3 separate regions of the Zea mays genome follow, and all the other regions are linked to region 3. A link is a contact called in public Hi-C data. All regions are on one chromosome and are shown on one strand. Each heading gives the region's core, a stretch centred on a gene start, on an enhancer-like site or on the middle of the called end of the contact. The rest is flanking DNA. Distances are from core to core; before and after follow the strand shown. Region 1 holds the start of LOC100283671. Region 2 holds the start of LOC103642199. Region 3 holds the start of LOC100282737 (chaperone protein dnaJ 10).

Region 1 (3,053 bases), core at 484-2,983, 170 kb before region 3:
GAAGATTATCTGCGCAATATATTCTCATCCATGTTATAAAATGGCTGATGATTAAACTTTCTGCTGAACTAAATTAATCATGGTTGCTCTAGAGCTGGTTGATCCAGGCCGTGCTTTGTTCCATTGGTTACATGATAATGCATTATGGTCAGATTATGGTAACTGATACTGTGATACTATTATCTGATGACCTTCCATTTCTGGTTACTTGTGGTCTAGACCTAAATCTGCTTAGTTCTTGTTCATGGCACATCTTCGATCACAACCCACAACTTAAGCTTTTGCAGAACTTCCTTTGTAAAGAGCTAAAACATGGAATAGCCGCCATGTGGAAGCAAACGACAAATGTCTTGTGATCTTTTATTGTGAATACTTTTGCATTCTAAGCACTCCTCATACGTCATTCAATGGCATTGGATCCTTATGTAGTTCTCTATTTCATCCTACACATTTAAATATCCTGTCGAGTCAATACAGAATGCAATTCAGAGAAAAACCCACATCAACGAGCTTATTACACTTTTGTTTGCACCCAAAACTTCTAAAAAATATGGTAGCACGTCTTCTCCAAAATTAAGCCTTTTGTTACTCATTTTGTCATTTGCATGTAATTTGTTAAATCACACTTCTAAATTTGCATGGCATGAATATCGTTAAATCACACTTCTAAATGTAAGATTGCCTACAACAAGAAACGTTCTGAATGGGTAGAGAATATTTTTAAGTGGGAACATATAATTCAGACCGGTCTTCCAATTGACTTAAAAGGGTATTTTCTCCATACCACGTACCTTCTCAGCAATATAACATAGTTGGCCAAACATTATTCTATAGGGTTAATACCAACTACCTCGTTGTACAAGTTATGGTCATGTGGGGAAAAAGTAGGCGGATGTCTTTGTGTGTAGGATGCAAAGATTTTTCGAAGGAACTTTGTGATTGATCTATTAAGTTACGAGGACAATTCATACCGCTATGTCATCCCTGCAAACATACAAAAGAGACTTATCAATATCTCTACAAAGGAATAGATTAGTGTACGGTTATCAATATATTGTTCGCGTTTTATTAATAATTTGTGAGTAGTCGCAACGCACAGACACCTAACTATCATATATATAGGTCTGCATGATATTGATGGTTGCAATGTAGTGGTGAAAGAGGTATATTAAAATAACAAAATTTTTATATATAGCCAGGATCATCAATGGATTACAAAATCCTTTCTCATAACAATATAACATTTTTATATATAAGTTACGATGATATTATATATTCCCGTTGCAACGCATCGGCACTAACCTAGTTCTGTTATATGCATGTCTAATATTAGTTGTGTAATTGTCCAAATGCTGCTGTCCTCTGTAGTCCTCCTTTTCACGGTTCACTGTAGGATGCAGACTGCAGTCAATAGGTGGCTCGCGAGCCGGGTTTAAGCCAAGCCCATTTGCACAACTCACAACAATACTGAGCAGAGCCGGCTCGTTTCCACCCCTCGCAGCCGTGTCATCTCCACGCCGCGGAGACCCAGGGGCCACGGGCCACGGCCCACGGCCCACGGCCCACGGCTCCGCACCTACGAAAGCCAACTGGAACCAGCAGCAGCCCAGCCCTCGTTTCGTTTCCCCACAAGGCCTCAAGGGCGCAAAAGCAGCACAGCCGGCGCTGCCGACTGTGACGACGACGATCGACGAACCCTCCCTTTCGTTTCCCCCAAGACAACACAAACCCCCACTCGCGCGACTCGCACAAGGAACAGAACTTCAGAACCCAGCGAATCCAGCCTGGCCCATGCCATGTCGCAGCCCGACGCCGACGCCATCCTCATCCCCATCGCCGCGGCGATGGATCCCTCCCCAGCCCCAGCCCCAGCCCCGGCTCCGGCTCCGGTCCCGGCCCCTACGGTGGTCGAGTGGCCCGAGGGCGGCGCACTGACGCGGGACTGGGTGGCGGGGCTGGCGTCCACGCTGGACTGGTGCTCGCGGCACCTCCCCGCGGACCGCCTCCCGGCGGTGCTCCCGCCCGCGCTGGTCCAGCGCCTGGTCCTGGCCGCCGCCGCCATCCTGCACCGCGAGCCCAACCTCGTCCGCGTCGACCCGCGCCCCGGCCAGGCCGTCGTCGTCGTCGGGGACGTCCACGGGCAGCTCCACGACGTCATCTTCCTGCTCCGCGACGCCGGGTTCCCGTCCGAGGACCGCATCTTCGTCTTCAACGGCGATTACGTCGACCGCGGCGCCTGGGGCCTCGAGACCTTCCTCCTGCTCCTCGCCTGGAAGGTGAATTCTGCTGCCTCATGCACGCTTCGATTCCATTTTGTTTTGTCGGATCTGCGAGATTCATGGGCGTAGATTGATGCATGTCAAGGCAGTCAATAAATTTTCCAGAGGCGGTACAAACTGGCTGAGTTGTTTTCGTGGCAGTGGCAGTGGCAGCGCAGAGGCGCAGACCGTGGCGAATAATGGTCTCTCCTTTGTTTGGATTGGACCTAAGAACAAGTATAGGTTTGCTAATTTTGCGTGTATGCAACTAATGAAATCAACATAGAATTATGAGGCATGACCCACACAATATTTCTTGAGTACTTGTTCTTGTTTCCCTCGGAATTCAACTGCTGGAATATTAGTGATGTGATGTCAATGTATTAAATATCGTGGTTTGGCGTTGAGGTAGCGTATCATTAGATATAAGTTTAAGCCTATATCATGAATAACGTTTATAAGTAGACATTTAACTGCACTAAAAAAAGTAATGTCACACACACTTCAATTATGAAAAATATGGTGTCATTTAAACCATATGTATGTTAAGTGAGTTAGAATTGTTCATTTGTTCCATACTATATTCATACGTGGTAGCGGTAGCTGTATTTAGTGCCATGTGTGATATATATTTGCATTTGACTGTTAACTTGCACAAGCATATGCTTGTCCTCCTTTGACATTCTAAAACTTCTATAGAAATCTCCGTTCAACTTCAAACAGTGTCAAACATAAATGGTTGCTAATTAATGGTGTTCTTGCTTTCTTTCAGGTGCTACTCCCAAACTGTGTGTT
Region 2 (3,176 bases), core at 200-2,699, 160 kb after region 3:
ATATCTTCCTTATCACCGGTGCTGACGCGTGGTAGTGGAAAAGACACCTAAACAATTCATTTTTGTTTGGTTGGCAATGGGAGATCACACCTAAACAATTCATAGCATTAAGGAATGCATTCGACCCTTACCAACATAGAGCTGACTAACTTGCGAAAGTTAGCGAGGAACCTTCCATGACATTTTGCTCTAGGTATTGCTTTTGATAGTGTCAATATTACTTTTGACTGTAATAGATTTTACTTGTTGTGTTCCAGAATAATGTGTATAATCTTGCATAAAGTCAGGCCCTGTGTTTCTTAAGAGCAAAGGACCGAGTTGTGTTGCTACATTGAACATGAAAATAAAATGTGGTTGTGCACTATGTATTGCATCTCTAGAATTATGTATGAATCATCTACCTCCTGATTAGATAAGCGTTCTCAATTTTTTAAAATATTTGCCAGATATTCTATTCTATGCTACTCTTGTAATTTGTTTCATTCAACTATATAGGGAGAACCCAGAGTAAGGAGCGCTCTGCCGGTCAATCTTTGTCTCGGATGGGAGCACCCTGTTCCTGGCATGATCCCTCGGCACCCTGTTCCTAGCAATGATCCCTCGGCTAGAGTCCAGGATACGATAGTATCGGCCCTACCTCGCTCCTCCGAAGCTTGTTAGAGCAGCTGATCCCATTTTAGATGCATGGAGGGGTGTTGATGCCTTTGCGGCATCAAGCAAGTTTGGCAAACAAACTTTCAGTCTAGCAGATTACAGAGATCACTGAGAGAACCTGTTTTATCGGTATGACATTGTTTACTCACTATAACTTCTCACAAAGAAAATGACATAGTGATCTATCCATCTAAGTCAGGCTATTTATTTGACAACTGATACAAATTGATGTAGCAACAAAGTTTTTCACTGTAGGTGATATTTTTGTATGATTGGAATTGGAGGGTTCAAATGATGAAGGGATTTTAGAAATCTATAATATGTATGCCTTTTCTTTAGTCTCCCTGCGGAATGAGGGGCTCAACTTGGTTAAGAGCAGGTTCGCTAAATGCTCTATGAGAGACGGAGTTCTCCACAACTTTCTTTGGGGCTCTATGCAACAGCCACTCATCACATGTAGTAGGAGAAGGGCATGTCTCGTAGATGACCCACAGATATACTAAATCTGGAAATGGATTTAGATAAAAGTTTTTATCATCTTTTTTAGGATAAATTGGTTGGATATCTTTTTAGTGATGCTAACAAAAATATAGAATAATAATTATTGTTTTTGCATATCAATGTATTTTATCATATTGATTCCATAGCAACATGGTATTGTTTTCCGTGAGGGTTCCTATCACCATTGTACTCACGCCGTCCATCGCTAGAGCTCTAAGCCGTTGGAGGATTGTCAATTTGTGTTCCGTCGCAACGCACGGGCACATAGCTAATTAATTTATGATGACCGAGGACGAGGAGTAGCGGGGAATGGAAAAACAACACTGGTTCAGTCGGACGACCACACATCTTTGTGCTGCGTGCCGGCGGCGTGGAGCAGACAAGACGCTAGTCGAACACGAGGATAAGCTCCTGCAGCCAGTGGTTGGTTGGTTGGTTTCCTCGCCCGTGCCGTGCGCAGCTGAAGCCGATGGAATGAGGCTCGCCGCAGCCAAGCCTGCCGCCATCACCGTCGCCCAGCGGCAGCCGATCCCCATCCCCACATGCAGCTCCAGCCGCAATCAGGCCAAGAAGAGCCGCCGTAGCGCATGGAGGGTCGCAGTGGCAAGCCGCGACGCCGCCGACGGCGACGCAGAGGCGGGCGCGGGCCAGGGCCAGGGCCAGGCACCGACGGGACGGCGGGCCCGGCTGTCGGCGAGGCGGCGGCAGCGCGTGCCGCTGCCGGACGGCGTCTCCGGCGCCGGCGTCGGCGAGTTCCTGCGCCACCCGGACGCCGTCGAGTCCATCCTCAACACCGGCGCGCTCGAGAGCTTCGCGCCCGCGGGGCCCGGCACCTTCACCTGCGCGCTGCGCCGCGTCGGGCTCCTCGGCTTCGAGGTCGCCCCGGTGCTGGACCTCCGCGTCGCCCCGACCAGCACCGACTGCACCATCGAGATGCTGTCGTGCAGGGTACGTACGTACGCACGTGGCTTGGCTGCCTCCTCGCTCGTCAGCTCTGTTCCCCGCGCGCTTCGTCTTGGGGTCCGAACCCTCCTTCACTCACCTGAGCTCTTGCTAATTTCCAGTTCGAGGGATCAGAGGTGCTTGAGCAGCAGAATGAACTCTTCTCAGGTACGTTCTCCTACCACCAGTGCATCAATCTGTGTTCTTCTATTCTACCTAATACCTTCATCTTCATCCGAGTCGTCTACTGAGTTTTTTTCCTTTTTGCAGCATTCATGAGTAACCATATAACGTGGAGCGACGACGCCGAGGAGCCCTGCCTAGACATCCATGTCAAACTGGAGGTCACTCTGGAGGTATGCAAGGCATGCTTTGCATTTTCTTCCCCCTCCCCCAAAGTTTTAAGAGAATGCACATGAAGTTAATAGTGCGTCGATTACGATTTTATTACAGGTCTACACCAAGCCATTCAGCATGCTTCCGTTGTCAGCAGTGGAGAAGCCAGGTAACCTGTATGTATGCCTGCCTGCCTGCCTCTGTCACGTTTGCATAAGCGAGCTATGAAAGAGAACTAGTAGCTCGATCTGGGACAGAGCATCTTATCGGCTAACAGCCAACATTTCCACCGATTACTGTTGGTAATGGCACTTGGATCTGACATTTCCACCGATTTCTGTTTGCAGGTTGATGCAAGGCCTGCTGGACAGGCTCGTTCCCGTGCTGGGAGAGCAGTTGCTGAGGGACTACCATTCCTGGGCTCAGGCTCAGCAGCAGCATGAATCGTCTTGATGAGATTGGAGGTCAAGGGAAGGAGGAGAGATTGGTCGCTCATGTATCTACGCCACTACAAGTATCCAAGGATTTAGCGAATCCAGATATACAAGGACTCGTAAATCAAGACGCTTGTTTTTTTTGGGGTGCACCAACTGGCCATCGTCAGTCTGTGCTTTTGTCCTGTGTCCAATACTCCATCAGTAAACAAAAATTCTACTGTTTTTACTTCGTCAATACCGCATCCTGTAGATAAAAGCTCTGTTGTTTCTTCATCAGCAAGTGAAAAGGTACAGAGGAACAGGAAT
Region 3 (3,453 bases), core at 651-3,150:
TGGGAACGAATTTCAGGCCGTGGTTAAAAAAGTCCCCTCGTCTGTCCCACGCCAAAGCACAGGTCTAAGGCCCGGCCCCGGTCGCGGTCGTTTCTCACATGGGCTACGGTGCCGCTGTGTATGGGTGGGGCAAGGATTCGGAGGTTTTCTCAACCCGCGTGAGAAGATCTTCTTCTTAATATAATGCCCGGGGGCTGTCTTACCCCTCGCAGGTCGAATTTTTTTTATATTTGGATAAAGAAAATTGCTGCGAAATTGAGAAATTCACAAGTCTCAAGTATGAGCAATCCTATTTCTAAAAACAAGACAAAATGACAAGTCTCTAGCATTATGATACATGTATAATGTCTCCATTCTTAAAGCAGCAGCCAAATATTTTGTAGGCTAAAAAGAAGAATGGCTATCTAAATGTGCATTACAAAAATGATATGGAGTGGTTCTTCAGTATAAAACACAAACGGTAGTGGAGTGTGTCATATATGTAGGGGTGACAATGGGCTCTAAATTTTACACTATAAAATTGAAGGATCGGATCGGGCCCTATTTTTTATTCATTTTTGAACTAAAATTTATTTAGAGCCCTACCATTTTGTGAATAAGCATTTGGATCGCGATCCACTACCACCCCTAAATTGAGAAATTCACAAGTCTCAAGTATGAACAATCCTATTTCTAAAAACAAGACAAAATGACAAGTCTCTAGCATTTTGATACATGTATAATGTCTCCATTCTTAAAGCAGCAGCCAAATATTTTGTAGGCTACAAAGAAGAATGGCTATCTAAATGTGCATTACAAAAATGATATGGAGTGGCCGAGTGGCTCTTCATTATAAAACACAAACGGTAGGGGAGTGTGTCATATATGTAGGGGTGACAATGGGCTCTAAATTTTACACTATAAAATTTAAGGATCGGATCGGGTCCTATTTCTATTCATTTTTTAACTAAAATTTATTTAGAGTCCTACCATTTTGTGAAGAAACATTTGGATCGGGATCTATTACCACCCCTACATATATGTCTCATTTAGATTTTGTTCACTCGTCCAAACTGTGTTTCAGAACTATATTCCTAGTAAACATACTTCCTGTAATAGATTGTTTTGACTGTTCTGTTAGGCGTTAGCAATATTGAGGTATCCTTGAAGTGAGCAATCTTCAACCAAAAAGTAATACGTCTAGCTGCTTAACAAAACCCCATTTAAACCAGTAAGCCCAAGCAGTCAGCACTCCCTAATTTTTTTTACGTACTGCCATCGAGCAATGAGTACCTAATCTGATTGAATCGAGCATTCTACACTACAGGCAGAGTAGCTCGCAGCAGCATCTGTTAGATGAGCCATCGAATCAAGGATTGTACACTAGAGGCAGAGTAGGTCGCAGCAGCGCTGTAAAGCTGAGCAAAGTATAGATACCACAGGATGAGAAATGTCGAGCGCGCATATACCTGGAACTTCTCCGCGGCCTGCGGATCATTCGGGTTCTTATCGGGGTGGACCAGCCTCGCCTGCACAGACACAGCCAGCAGCAGCGACAGGAACCAGATCAGACGCCCGCGGCAGAGCAAGCGGGAGCGAGGAGCCGGCCGCTTACCTTGACGTAGTACGCCTTCTTGATCTCGGACTCGGTGGCGGACGGGTCCACGCCCAGCACGTCGTAGTACCGCGTGTCCTTCACCATTTTGGCTCCCTCTGCTCAAGCTTCGATCTCCCCTTTGACTTCCCCGGATCAGGATCCAGGTGGGAGCGGATCCGTCCGGGTATCCGGTTGGTGGAGAGGTGACGGGGTGCGCCGGGCGGTGGGAGCCGGCGGCTGCGGTGGGGCGCCGGGGTCGGGGGAGGAACCGGCTTTTCAGGTCCGGCCACGCACACAAGCGCGTCGTCTAGACTTTTTCTAAATTTTTCAGGGAGAATTTTGTGAATTACCACAAGTAGGCCAAGTTGTGGGCCGGGAGCCCGGGACCCGCTCTTGGACTGTACTCCAACGACGAAATCCATATCTTCCTCCGTTTGCATTTGCTAAAAATCCAAATATACAGCTAAAAAAACTATGGGTCTGTTTGGTTGGGCTATGGCTGTGAAAAAAGTTGCTGTGGGCTGTGAGCTGTGGAAAAAGCTGTTGTAGGCTGTAAGCTGTTAAAAAGCTAAAAACCGTTTGGTGGAAACCACTAAAAGTCGTTAAAAATTCTTCGATATATGTTTTTATAGTTTCATCCGAAAAGCCACTAAAAGCAGGTCTAGAGGTGCTTTCAGATTTGCACTATGAGAAAGTCGGCTTTTAGAAAAAGCTGCTTCCTGAATCCAGCCCTTTGGTTGGCTTTTAGCTTTTAGGGGGGCAAAAGCCAAAGCCAAAAGTCAAACCAAACACACCCTGTAATTCAAGCCTACAGCTCAAAAGGAACAATCGGAGGTCAGGTACGTCACCATATTATTATAGGAATTACTTTAATCTCGCAATAATAAGATCTATCGGAGCCAGGTACTTCACCATATTATTATAGAAAATACTTAATCTCGCGATAATAAGATCTGGTTGGGGTTGACAAAAAAAATCCAACAGTATCGCAAACCTAAAAATGGTTGTAAAACCGCCGTTTGAATTCATGGCGATACTAATTCTTTTTTAGAACTTTACTTCTCATTTTAAATCATATTTACATATTTCTATCTATAGCTATTTGGCACACAAAAATATCTACATTAACTTTGTGAGTGGGAATAGTAGGATCGGCTTTGACTATGTCAAGATCTTGTTTGAGTAAAAATTTATCATGCCCTTGATGTTTGTTTAAGGCCTTAGAATGCATTATAAAGTTTTATAGATGTGGTCGAGGAACTTTGGATCTCCAAAACCTGGTGATGCTCGACATATATTAGTTCATGAATAAGGCCATTGAGAAACATAGTTTTTACGACCATTTGATGTAGCTTGAAGTTGGGATGTGCAGCATAGGCTAGAAGCATCAGGATTGCTTCAAGTATAGCTATCGTTGCATATGTCTCTTCAAAGTATGACCCTTTTATTTGAGTGAATCCTTGAGCAACTAATCTTGCCTTATTCCTACATGCACTCCACATTTGGTTCTAATTACATCGCTTTTGGTTCTTTGTACTAAGGAGTACTTGATTTCTCTCAAAGTTGTTTAGTTCTTGCATTGCCATCACCCAATATGGATCACAGAGCTGTTGATCTACCTTAGGAGATTTGAAGGAGAAAAAACGAGTAAAACTAACATAAATTTGCTAAATGTAAACAAGTTGGTACCACCTTTCAAAGACTCCATAATGTTATCAATCGGATGATCATGTTGCATGTTTTTCCTTAGCATCACGGGTTTCTTACTAATATTTAGGTCCATCTTCTCCATCTTGGTCAAATATTAGTTGTAGATTATGTCCATGAATTGGAGTATTGCTCACTGGTGCATCTTGCAGAGGTGCGGAACAGACCCT

What was found. Hi-C and Micro-C count contacts between places; a contact is called where the count stands out from the background.
Region 1: a Hi-C map of tassel shows a contact between it and region 3, with 3 times the contacts expected there. The contact joins the promoter of LOC100283671 here to the promoter of LOC100282737 in region 3. A contact is called at or near these places in 2 of 25 Hi-C or Micro-C datasets (leaf and tassel).
Region 2: a Hi-C map of ear shows a contact between it and region 3, with 2.9 times the contacts expected there. The contact joins the promoter of LOC103642199 here to the promoter of LOC100282737 in region 3. A contact is called at or near these places in 6 of 25 Hi-C or Micro-C datasets (ear, endosperm, leaf and 1 more) and 1 of 3 datasets of contacts at active chromatin or transcription factors (leaf).

What each region holds. Positions count from the first base shown.
Region 1 is chr1:193,667,244-193,670,296 of Zm-B73-REFERENCE-NAM-5.0, forward strand. It overlaps LOC100283671, which reads left to right and starts at 1,734. Exons shown (of 6, transcript NM_001156572.1): 1 at 1,734-2,276; 2 at 3,031-3,053. The coding sequence starts at 1,797.
Region 2 is chr1:193,994,115-193,997,290 of Zm-B73-REFERENCE-NAM-5.0, forward strand. LOC103642199 reads left to right here and starts at 1,450. Exons shown (of 5, transcript XM_008665518.2): 1 at 1,450-2,103; 2 at 2,220-2,265; 3 at 2,368-2,453; 4 at 2,551-2,602; 5 at 2,781-3,105. The coding sequence starts at 1,465. The coding sequence ends at 2,785.
Region 3 is chr1:193,835,120-193,838,572 of Zm-B73-REFERENCE-NAM-5.0, forward strand. It overlaps LOC100282737 (chaperone protein dnaJ 10), which reads right to left and starts at 1,901. Exons shown (of 10, transcript NM_001155643.1): 1 at 1,595-1,901; 2 at 1,449-1,508. The coding sequence starts at 1,681.